2 separate regions of the Mus musculus genome follow, and region 2 is linked to region 1. The links are chromatin contacts, called in public Hi-C maps. All regions are on one chromosome and are shown on one strand. Each heading gives the region's core, a stretch centred on a gene start, on an enhancer-like site or on the middle of the called end of the contact. The rest is flanking DNA. Distances are from core to core; before and after follow the strand shown.

Region 1 (4,828 bases), core at 654-3,153:
GGCTCAGTTGATAAAGTTCTTGCTCGAGGACCGGAATTCAGATCTCCCACACCTGTCTCCCCCTGCACAGCTGCAAACGTGCCACAGCCACGCAGGCTTTGTCAGGGTGCTGGGTGTCTGAAGTCTGGTCCCTAAACACTTACAGCAAGCATGTTATCCACCAAGCAATCTCCCAGTCCCGACTTCTTTGTTGCTGTGTTCTGTTTTAATTTCAGCAATAAGACCTGAGCATGGGGCGTGCCACACTCTTAGCAAGCACTCAGCTCTCAGGTTGACAGCTCCAGCTCAAGGTATGATTTTCTTTGAAAACTAAGAGATAAAATCTGCATCATGAAATTTAAGTGTGCCAAGTTTTGATGTACGACGGAGCTGGGGAGCTGGCTCGGCGGCTGGGAATGCAGCCTGTGCTTAGATGGGACTTGAATTCGGTTCCCTGCATGCACGATGGATGACTCACAACTGTCTGCAACTCCAGGCCCAAGGGATTCCCCCTCATCGGCCTCCTCTGACACTGCACACTTGCCAAAAGCACACAAACAAACACCCATAATTAAAAATAAAAATAACTCTTTAAAGTTTCCATTGTATCTTATTATTGTGTGCATATGGGTGTTGTGCCCACACGCTACATCCATGCACCACATAACCCACAGAGAGTCCTTAGAGGCCAGAGAGCGATCTGCTGAGACTATAGCTACAGATCTTCATGTGGATGCTGGGACTGAACCCAGATCCTCTGGAAGAGATCTACTGACCTTACCACAGAGCTATCGCTCTAGCCTGAAATAAAAATAAATGTTCTTTTTAAAATTTTTAATGACATTACTGAAAACACTTATATAAATACTAATATGAACAGCCCCCATTCTCAAAGATTCCCTGATTTTCTTTAGTGATTCCTGCATATTCTAGTTTTCAAACACAGATATCTTCTTGTATTTTTGTCACTTTTGCATCTGGCTTTACACCACCAGTATTTTCAGTACTTAGGACTACATTTCTTCAGAGCACACTAACACTGCAGCTTTCTGCCATATCTGCCCACTGCTTTGTAGCCTTGGCTGTTGGCACTGCACTGTGCTTGCTAATGACTCCACTAAAGGGCTGGGCATACCCAAAATCAGGGGTTTGGTTTGGCTTGGTGTCTGAAGACAGGGTCTCACATAGTCCGGCTGACCACACACTCATTATCTAACTAAGGCTGGTCTTGAACTTCTGATCCTACTGTCTCCACTTCCCAAGTTCTGAGAATAAAAGCATGTGTGACCATGCGTCAATATGCGGCTCAAAAAATAAGACATTTTAAGTTGCTGCGGCCAGGGGGTGATGATGGAGTGCACCTTTAATCCCAGCACGTAGGAGGCAGAGACAGACAGATCTCTGCTGAGTCTTGAGGCCAGCCTGGGCTACAGTTCGTTCTAGGATAGCTAGGACTACACAAAGAAACAAAGAGCCCTCACTGCTCCTGGACACTCATGTATGGGGGATTATAACCAGGTATAATTCCAGCTCCAGGGATCCAACAACCTCTTCTGTCCTCAGAGGACATCTGCACAGTCCCCCTACACCCCTAACACACACACACACACACACACACACACAAACACGCACAGAGAGGGAGGGAGGGAGGGAGGGAGAGGGAGGAAGTAGCCAGTCCCAGCATTCCAAGTATTACTAAATTCCTTTTCTTTACTCAACCTACTTTTTATGGCTGGTTATCTCAAGTTAAACCTAGGTTCTTTTTAAAAGATTTCCTTTTCCATTTGTCACAGATCAAAAATGGAAAAGCATGAAACAGAAACAGCTGTGGCAGTTCCATGGCCACGGCTGTGCCCCGCCCCAGACCCTAAACAGGAGCCACATTCTGCCCGTCTCAGGTCACATTTTTAGCTGACACTACAACAGGGTTTCCCCTAATGGCTCTCCTGATGCTGTAGGTCCCACCCCCTCCTCCGGATTTACCCACACTAGACTCAAGGCAGGGAAAGCCCCAGGGCAGGGCAGATCAAACTGCTCCTCTTAGTTTTAGCTCGTTGTGGGGGTCGGGAGGGTCCACAAAATACTGCTTTAAATTTAATAAAATACAGTCTGCAAAAATCCTTATTTCCAACTAAAATTTTACAAAGTAAATAAATTCCAACACACAGACAGACATCACTCACAACTTCTAGTCTTTAGGATGTTCTCCTAAAGATAGTCTACACATTTTTCAGTCACACGAGACCTCCCAGATCTCAGCAACAACCTACCCCTGTTCCTACGAAGAGGAAGGGGATGGGACAGGGACGACGGACAGATGGTAATCTTTCTACTTACAATGTCACTTCTGGAGGCTCTTGGTGATCCTGACACAAAGGAGTAAGTGAATAATTAACTGAGGTAGCCCTCTGCTTCCCATGGGCCAGATGCAGCTCTATAGCCCATGTGTAAGCTCAGTTAACAACCCAGGGGTCCGCACACTCCACTACCATTTTACAAGTGAGGAAACCACCTCCAGTGAAGTGACTTGCTCAGCAACACAGCTCAGGGGACACAGTGCAGGGTTTGAAGCTGGACTGTGACTTCCCACACATCACCTGTCTCCACACAAGACATTCCTACGGTGACAAGGTGGCACTGCCGCTGACTAGTTTAAGAAGTCAGCTTTGTACAGACTGCTGGTGTCGGACACTGCCTCAACCCTCTGATCAGCAACACTGAACATACTGACCTCTCTGGTGAGGGGTGCACAGTGGAGCACAGAACATCCACCCGGTGTTCTGGCTACAATAGGACAGGAGCATCCTGTCCTACCACGAATTCCTTGTGGCATGTCGATAAGTGCCTACTGTGTGCCACAAAGTTGAAGAAGATGTTCCACTTGAGTCCTAATTCCTACCCTCAAAGTCCTCTAAATAGACCAGGAAAGGAAAAGCAAAGGGGCAGTCAGGACACAAGGTCAGGAGGGCATGGGATGAGGGCAGAGGCAGTATGGGAAGGGAGCACACGGACGCGTGCCTGTGTCACAGCCTCACAGGGAGACCAGCCCACGGAGAGCTCAGCATCCTGTATCCTCACCAGGAATAATACAAAAGTAGGGTGCGCTGTGTTCACTTTGATGTCTTCTTTTTTTTTCCTCTCTAAGATTTATATTTATTTTTTGTGGGTCTGTGTGAACCTTTCACAAGCATGTATATACAGGTGCCCATGAAGCAGACCTCGAGGCCAGGGGTTACAGGCAGCTGTGAACCCTCTTATCCGGGACTCTGGAATAGCAGTGACACCTCTTACAGACTGAGCCGTCTCTCCTGCCTCACATCCATGGCTTTTAAAACTAAGTGTGTTTCTATGCTTTTCAGGGTTTACAGTAGACTTGTAGAAGCTGAACTAAAAATCCAGTTGCTACAAGACATGCACCGATTTCCTCTGTATCCACACTACTGCTAGTGCAAATCTCATACTACACCTCTAAAACCTGCAAACACTTGCTGTCACCCTGTTCCACCCCACCTTCCCTCCAAGACCAGGTGACAGGGCGGAGACATAACTAACTCCAAACCCTACCTAACCGGGAAGTGATGCTTGGAACTGCCTGCCACAGGCTGCGCACAGCACATGGGGAAGAGGACTAATCCCCCTCTTCTGACACGCTCCTGTCCACATAACTGCTCTGCAGCCCACCCTGCTCCTTCTGGTCCTGTCTCGCTTGTTAATGAGACCTTCAGCACCACCGCCCAGTCCCCACATCTCTATGGCGACCAAACCTGCAAACAGTTCAGCACAAGCCAAGTGTGTCTGTGTACACTAATTTATACGCTAAGAGAAAACGTGAACACATTAGTAGCTGATGATTCAAAGCAATTTATTCAACCTTTCTGTAAATGTAAAAATCGTCAGATTACAAAGTCGAGAGCTAAGGGCTGGAGAGACGAGACGGCTCGCTGGTTAAGAGCACTTGCAGAGGAGGCTGGCTCAGTTCCCAGCACACACATGGTGGCTCACAACCATCTCTAAGTCGAGTTTCAGGGAACCTGATGCTACTTCTGATACTGCAGACATGCATACGGTACACATACAAGCATTCTGGCAAATCACTCATATACATAAAATAAAAATAAATCCGCCAGGCAGTGGTGGCACGTGCCTTTAATCCCAGCACTTGGGAGGCAGAGGCAGAGGTGGATTTCTGAGTTTGAGGCCAGCCTGGTCTACAAAGTGAGTTCCAGGAAAGCCAGGGCTACCCAGAGAAACCCTGTCTCTAAAAACCAAAACCTAAAAATAAATAAGTAAATAAATCTCTTTTATTTTTAAGTTGAGAACTGAATTTAGCAGCATGCACTACAATAGGAGCATGAGAGTAAGCTCATGGCTAGCTTGTACTACTGACACCATGTTTCAAAAAAAAACAGGTAGGGGGAAACTGAGCTTGTCTATACTCTAGCCAAGCTCAGCTGTATACGAGGGACATGAGCTAGGACGTCTGGAAGAAGGCTGGAGTGACATGGAGGTGAGGCAACGAGAGGGCAAGCAAGGCTGTGACGAGGCGATGGAGGAGCTGGGGAGCGTGACTCAGCCATCTTTCTGTTCCTAGTTGCAGAAGGCAACTCCTGAATTCCTGAAATAACCTCCATCTTTGTTAAGCTCAGCAAGCTGCACTGTGGCTTACAGTGGTCTGCTTATAAATACTTCCACTCCCCAGGATGCTCAACAGTGTGTGGACAGCAGCATCTTGCTTTCTTCACTTCTGGGTTTTCAGGATTCAAGTCTCTTACACAGTGTCTTAGTGTCATGTTTCCGTCACTCCCAGGAACAACTGTGAAGACCCAGCACGCTGAGCGCCTGAGCTGTG
Region 2 (4,828 bases), core at 1,625-4,124, 52 kb after region 1:
TTCTCCTATGGCGCACAGTATATCAGCTGCTCTCCAAGGCATATCTCATGTGCAGGAGAAGTGACCACTGCAAAATGGACTCCATGCGCCTATTGTTGTCTGGGGGTTGTTTTTGTTGTTGTTTTTAAATTTATTTATTTTGGTTTCAAAGAAGGAATATGAAGTTAGGTACTAGATAGAGAGATAAAAGTCTGAAAGGACTTAGGGAGGGGATAGAATATGATCAAAACATACTGTTATGACAACTTTTTTTTTTTTGGTTTTTGGTTTTTGTTTTTTTTCGAGACAGGGTTTCTCTGTATAGCCCTGGCTCTCCTGGAACTCACTCTGTAGACCAGGCTGGCCTCGAACTCAGAAATCTGCCTGCCTCTGCTTTCCAAGTGCTGGGATTAAAGGTGTGCGCCACCACTGCCCGGCTGACAACTTTTTTAAATAGTAAAAAACAAGGGGATAGAGAGATAGCTCTTGCAAAGGACCAGGGTGCAGTTCCCCACACTCACAACCACCTGCAACTCTAGTTCCAAGGGGATCTAGTGCCCTCTTTTGGTCTCTGAAGGCACTGCATACATGTGACACACACACACACACACACACACACACACACACAGAGAGAGAGAGAGAGAGAGAGAGAGAGAGAGAGAGAGGCACATAGGCACACATACATACACATGAATACAAGTAAAGAAATAGTGATTTAAATCTCTCCTCCCACCCCTCCCCCAAAATGTTTTCAAAAGATCAGGACAGATCAGTACCAGGTGGAGCTGGTCCCCTTCGATCCAGTGGCTCCAGCCTCTGTTTTTCTTCTCTCCTCTCTGTACGCAAGTGAGTTTGTCATTCTCCCAGGTAACCAGGCTCTGCAAGGAGGGAGAGAGAAACAGTGTTTCACTATGGCAGGATCCTTAAACATTACCGGGTGGACTGAGTGAAGCGCTAACTGAGATCTGCAGCCTAGGTTACATTTTGATCTTTTAAAATTTTATGTGTTGCCTCCATGCATGTATGTGTACTATGTGCATGGCTGGTGCCCACAGAGGTCCTTGGAATTGCAGTTACAGGTGGTTGTGAGCCACCATGTGGGTGCTGGGAATTAAACTCTCCATTCTCTACAAGAGCCCAAATGCTCTTAGCTGATGAGCTGTTTCTCCAGCCCCAAGCCTATGTTCTTTCGTTTTTCTTTTTCTAAGGTGCTAGTAATCTTCCCTGGGCCTCATGCTGGCTAAGTGAGAGCCCTAGCCCTTAGCTGCTGCCTAAGCCCTTACCGTGCATTTTCTGTTATCCAGGCCTTTGTTATCCTCCTCAAACTCTTCTCCAACTTTGAATTTTACAAGGTAGTTCCTGAGGCTGCTGCACGTCTGGATGGTGAAGGAGTCCCCATTTTGCTCAATCACTTTCTGTGGCTTCAGCAACTTGGCAATCTTACGAGTTGCAAAGTCAATACCTGCAAAGTTATTGTTCTTATTATATATATTTTTTATTTTAATCATTTACATTGATGTATGCGTGGGCATGCGTGTGTAACTCAGAGAGCAGCTGGTTTTAAAGCAGGATTTTACATAACACATGCTGTCTTTGAACTTATACAGGCAAAGGTGACATTACACTTCTGATCTTCTTCCCTCCACTTCCAAATATTGGATCATAGGTGTGCACCACCATACTTGACTCACGAGAACTTGTATAAATTTTACCTGCAGGCATATCTGTGCACCACATGTATGCAGTGCCCAGAGAGGCCAGAAGAGGGCATCGCATTCCCTGTAAACAGGGCATTCAGATGGTTGTGCGCTGCCATGTGCATGACTAAGCCACCTCTCTAGCCGCTAAAGAAGGATGATTTTTTTTTTAATTGCTTTTACTTACTGGGGTTTTGAAGTCTGTTCTATGTACTTGAAGGAAGTTTTTCAAGTACCCAGTACAGCAAGATATGGTAGCTTAGGTCTCTAATCTCTATACTTGGGAAACTGAGAAAGGAGGATTTCCTGAAGTCTGAGACCAGCCTGGTCTACAAAGTGAGGTCCAGGCCAGCTTGACCTACAACGTGAGACCTTATCTCAAAACAGACAAACAAAAAAACCCGAACAAATAAATCCCAATACAAGCCCTGGCAAGGATGCTCTGCATGCAGGAATAGTTGCCCAAATCTGTCAAATCCATAGAGCCAGAGCAAGTTGCCCGGTCAGCGCCATACCGAGAGTCTTTTAGGAAGCAGGGTCAGTGATCAGACCCTCTCTCGTGGACCCATGCACTGGAGGCCACAGGGTTCAGGGTGTGGGGCACTGCTCTCTCGCCACACACATGGGCAGCTCAGGCTGACTCTGCCGGTTCATCTGCAGGAGTAGCCTTGAACTCCGAACACTGGCCATTAGCCAAGCGGGCTCAGCTCTGGCGGGGAAATTGAATTCTCACGCAGACTGCAGCTGCTGTTTGCCTGGTTTCCAGTGCCAGGACCCGCCCTGCCCCTAGGAGCCCCAGCCGCTCCCAACCGTATCCCACATATCCACGCAGATTTGGATAGGCAGGGGTACATAAGCACCTGAGATTCGAGGAACGCAGAGAGGTACCGACAGATGGGATGAGTGACAGACGAGACAAGGGGGTCAGAAGAAAGACAGAGCAGCAGAGACTCTGGGACAAGGACAGGAGCTGACCAGCGAGAACATAACCCACAGGGGACAGAAGGACCTGGAACACACAGGACAAACTGTCTTCACTCAATCCCGGAGGCCCGAGGCCTTGCTCCCCAACCTTAGCTCCCCCTAGCTGCACAACCCTAAGTCCTACCCAGGGCCAGCATGTAGCCCTCGAAGTTGTCGCTGCTGAGAAGATTCCAGGTACCGCTGAGGTCTGCTGGCATGGTTTGGTGTCTGTCCGCAGCCAAAGCCCAAGAGTCACAGGCAGTGGTGCCCTATATTGTCAATGGGGCGAGGGCGGAGCCAGGATGGAGCCCAAGGGGACTGCAGGAGGGGACAGGGAAGCTGGGGGTGTGGAGCCCTGGCTATCCCTCCTTCCTTCCTTTCCCACGTACTCCTGGCTCCATCCCTTCTCCTGCCCCACCCTACCTTGGCAACCTCTGTTTCCCTTGTGACTCCCTCCTTTAGTTTAACTTTAAACACCTCTGAGCCCAGGGTGTGACCCAGGTCATCCCTTATTCTTAGATGTTAATAACTAAACGAATGGCTTTCAGCTCCCAGCATCAAATACTGACTGGGTCAACATAAATGTTTAAAACCAGCTGTTCTCTGATTTACACACGCATGCCCACACATACATCAATGTATATGCAGCACCTAGCCATCCTAATAAATAGGAACTCATTTATTTGGGGGGGGGTTTCAAGACAGGGTTTCTCTGTATAGCCCTGGCTGTCCTGGAGCTCACTTTGTAGACCAGGCTGGCCTCAAACTCAGAAATCCACCTGCCTCTGCCACCCGAGTGCTGGGATTAAAGGCATGTGCCACCACGCCCAGCTCTTTTTTTTTTTTTTTAAGATTTATTTTATTTATTATATGTAAGTACACTGTAGCTGCCTTCAAACACCAGAAGAGGGAATCAGGTCTTGATTCAGATGGTTGTGAGCCACCATGTGGTTGCTGGGGTTTGAACTCAGGACCTTTGGAAGAGCAGTCAGTGCTCTTAACCGCTGAGCCATCTCTTTAGCCCAGGAACTCATTTCTTTTACCCTGCTCAGGTTAGACCAGCTGGTCAGACTTGACTGTGTGTTAGCTGGAAATCTGTCCACACTTGAAAATTGAGGGCCAGGGGTTGGAGAGATGGCTCAGTGGTTAAGAGTACTGACTGCTCTTCCAGAGGTCCTGAGTTCAATTTCCAGCAACCACATGGTGGCTCACAACCATCTGTAATGGGATCTGACACCCTCTTCTGGTGTGTCTGAAGACAGCTACAGTGTACTCACACACATGAAATAAAGAAATAAATCTTAAAAAAAAAAAAAAAAAAGAGCTGAGGGCTGGGTCTGGTAAGCTATAGGCTCTTTATGGACTGTTAGGGATCCCAGATAGCATGGAGGTTGAGTTCTCTAAGAGTCCCAAGAGAACCACAAAGGTGCTGCCCTGTGTCCTACAAAGCGATCTCAGAAGTTAGGTGACATCACTTCCACCAGAGTCCTAAACCTTTCAAAATTCAAAAGAAGGAAACTGGAAACCAGGCTGGAGACGCAGCTCAGTGACAGAGAGCTTGCACTGAGGCCCTGGGCTCTGTGTCTGCACCGTAAAAGCAAGCGGGTGGGTCTTAGTTTTGTTACCTGTTGCTGTGATGAAATACTCATACAAAAGCCACTTATCGGGGAAGGGATTGTTTTAACTCACCATTCCAAGTTATGGTCCAGCCTTGCAGGGAAGCCAGGGTCACAGGCACGTGAAGCTATCAGACATCCACAGTCAAAAGCAGAAATGCCTGCCTGTGCTGGGCCCACTCATGTCTCCTGTCACACACTCCAAGACCTAAACTCTGCCAACGGTACAGGGTCCTTCCACATCAGTTAACAGGCATCATGGACACCCATGGTGACACAGCTAGCACTGACAAAAACTCACAACTTTGTTAACTTTTTTTTTTCAGGTTGGCTGTTGTGGCACATATCTTTGATCCTAGCACTCAGGAGGAAGAAGCAGGCAGATTTCTGAGTTCAAGGCCAGCCTGATCTACAGAATGAGTTCCGGGATGACCAGAACTGCACAGAGAAATCCTGTTTTGAAAAACCAAATAAAACCAAATCAATCAAACAAACAAAAAAACAAAAAACAAAAAAACCCCAAAAACCTGTTTATAATTTGCATATGTTTTATGTCTTCTCCCTCTCTGTCTC

What was found. Hi-C and Micro-C count contacts between places; a contact is called where the count stands out from the background.
Region 2: a Hi-C map of CD8 T cells shows a contact between it and region 1, with 1.4 times the contacts expected there. The contact joins the promoter of Rbp7 here to the enhancer-like site in region 1. A contact is called at or near these places in 4 of 15 datasets of contacts at CTCF or cohesin (the G1E-ER4 cell line, the NIH/3T3 cell line, large pre-B cells and 1 more), 27 of 484 Hi-C or Micro-C datasets (the AML12 cell line, CD8 T cells, the G1E-ER4 cell line and 18 more), 11 of 115 datasets of contacts at active chromatin or transcription factors (the HPC-7 cell line, bone marrow-derived macrophages, craniofacial prominence and 6 more) and 3 of 9 other capture datasets (adipose tissue, liver and pancreatic islet).

Annotation. Positions count from the first base shown.
Region 1 is chr4:149,401,313-149,406,140 of GRCm38.p6, forward strand. The region is part of intron 1 of Ube4b (ubiquitination factor E4B); the gene reads right to left. Among named protein-coding and RNA genes, the nearest start is that of Ube4b, 23 kb to the right of the region's middle. Within about 2 kb of position 1,904, at least 70 of the 459 cell types and tissues checked have an H3K27ac peak or open chromatin away from gene starts, as enhancers often do. A contact at or near this core is called in CD8 T cells, the HL-1 cell line, Th17 cells and 3 more, where this site is marked.
Region 2 is chr4:149,452,094-149,456,921 of GRCm38.p6, forward strand. Rbp7 (retinol binding protein 7, cellular) reads right to left here and starts at 2,875. Exons shown (of 4, transcript NM_022020.2): 1 at 2,785-2,875; 2 at 1,263-1,441; 3 at 756-857. The coding sequence starts at 2,857.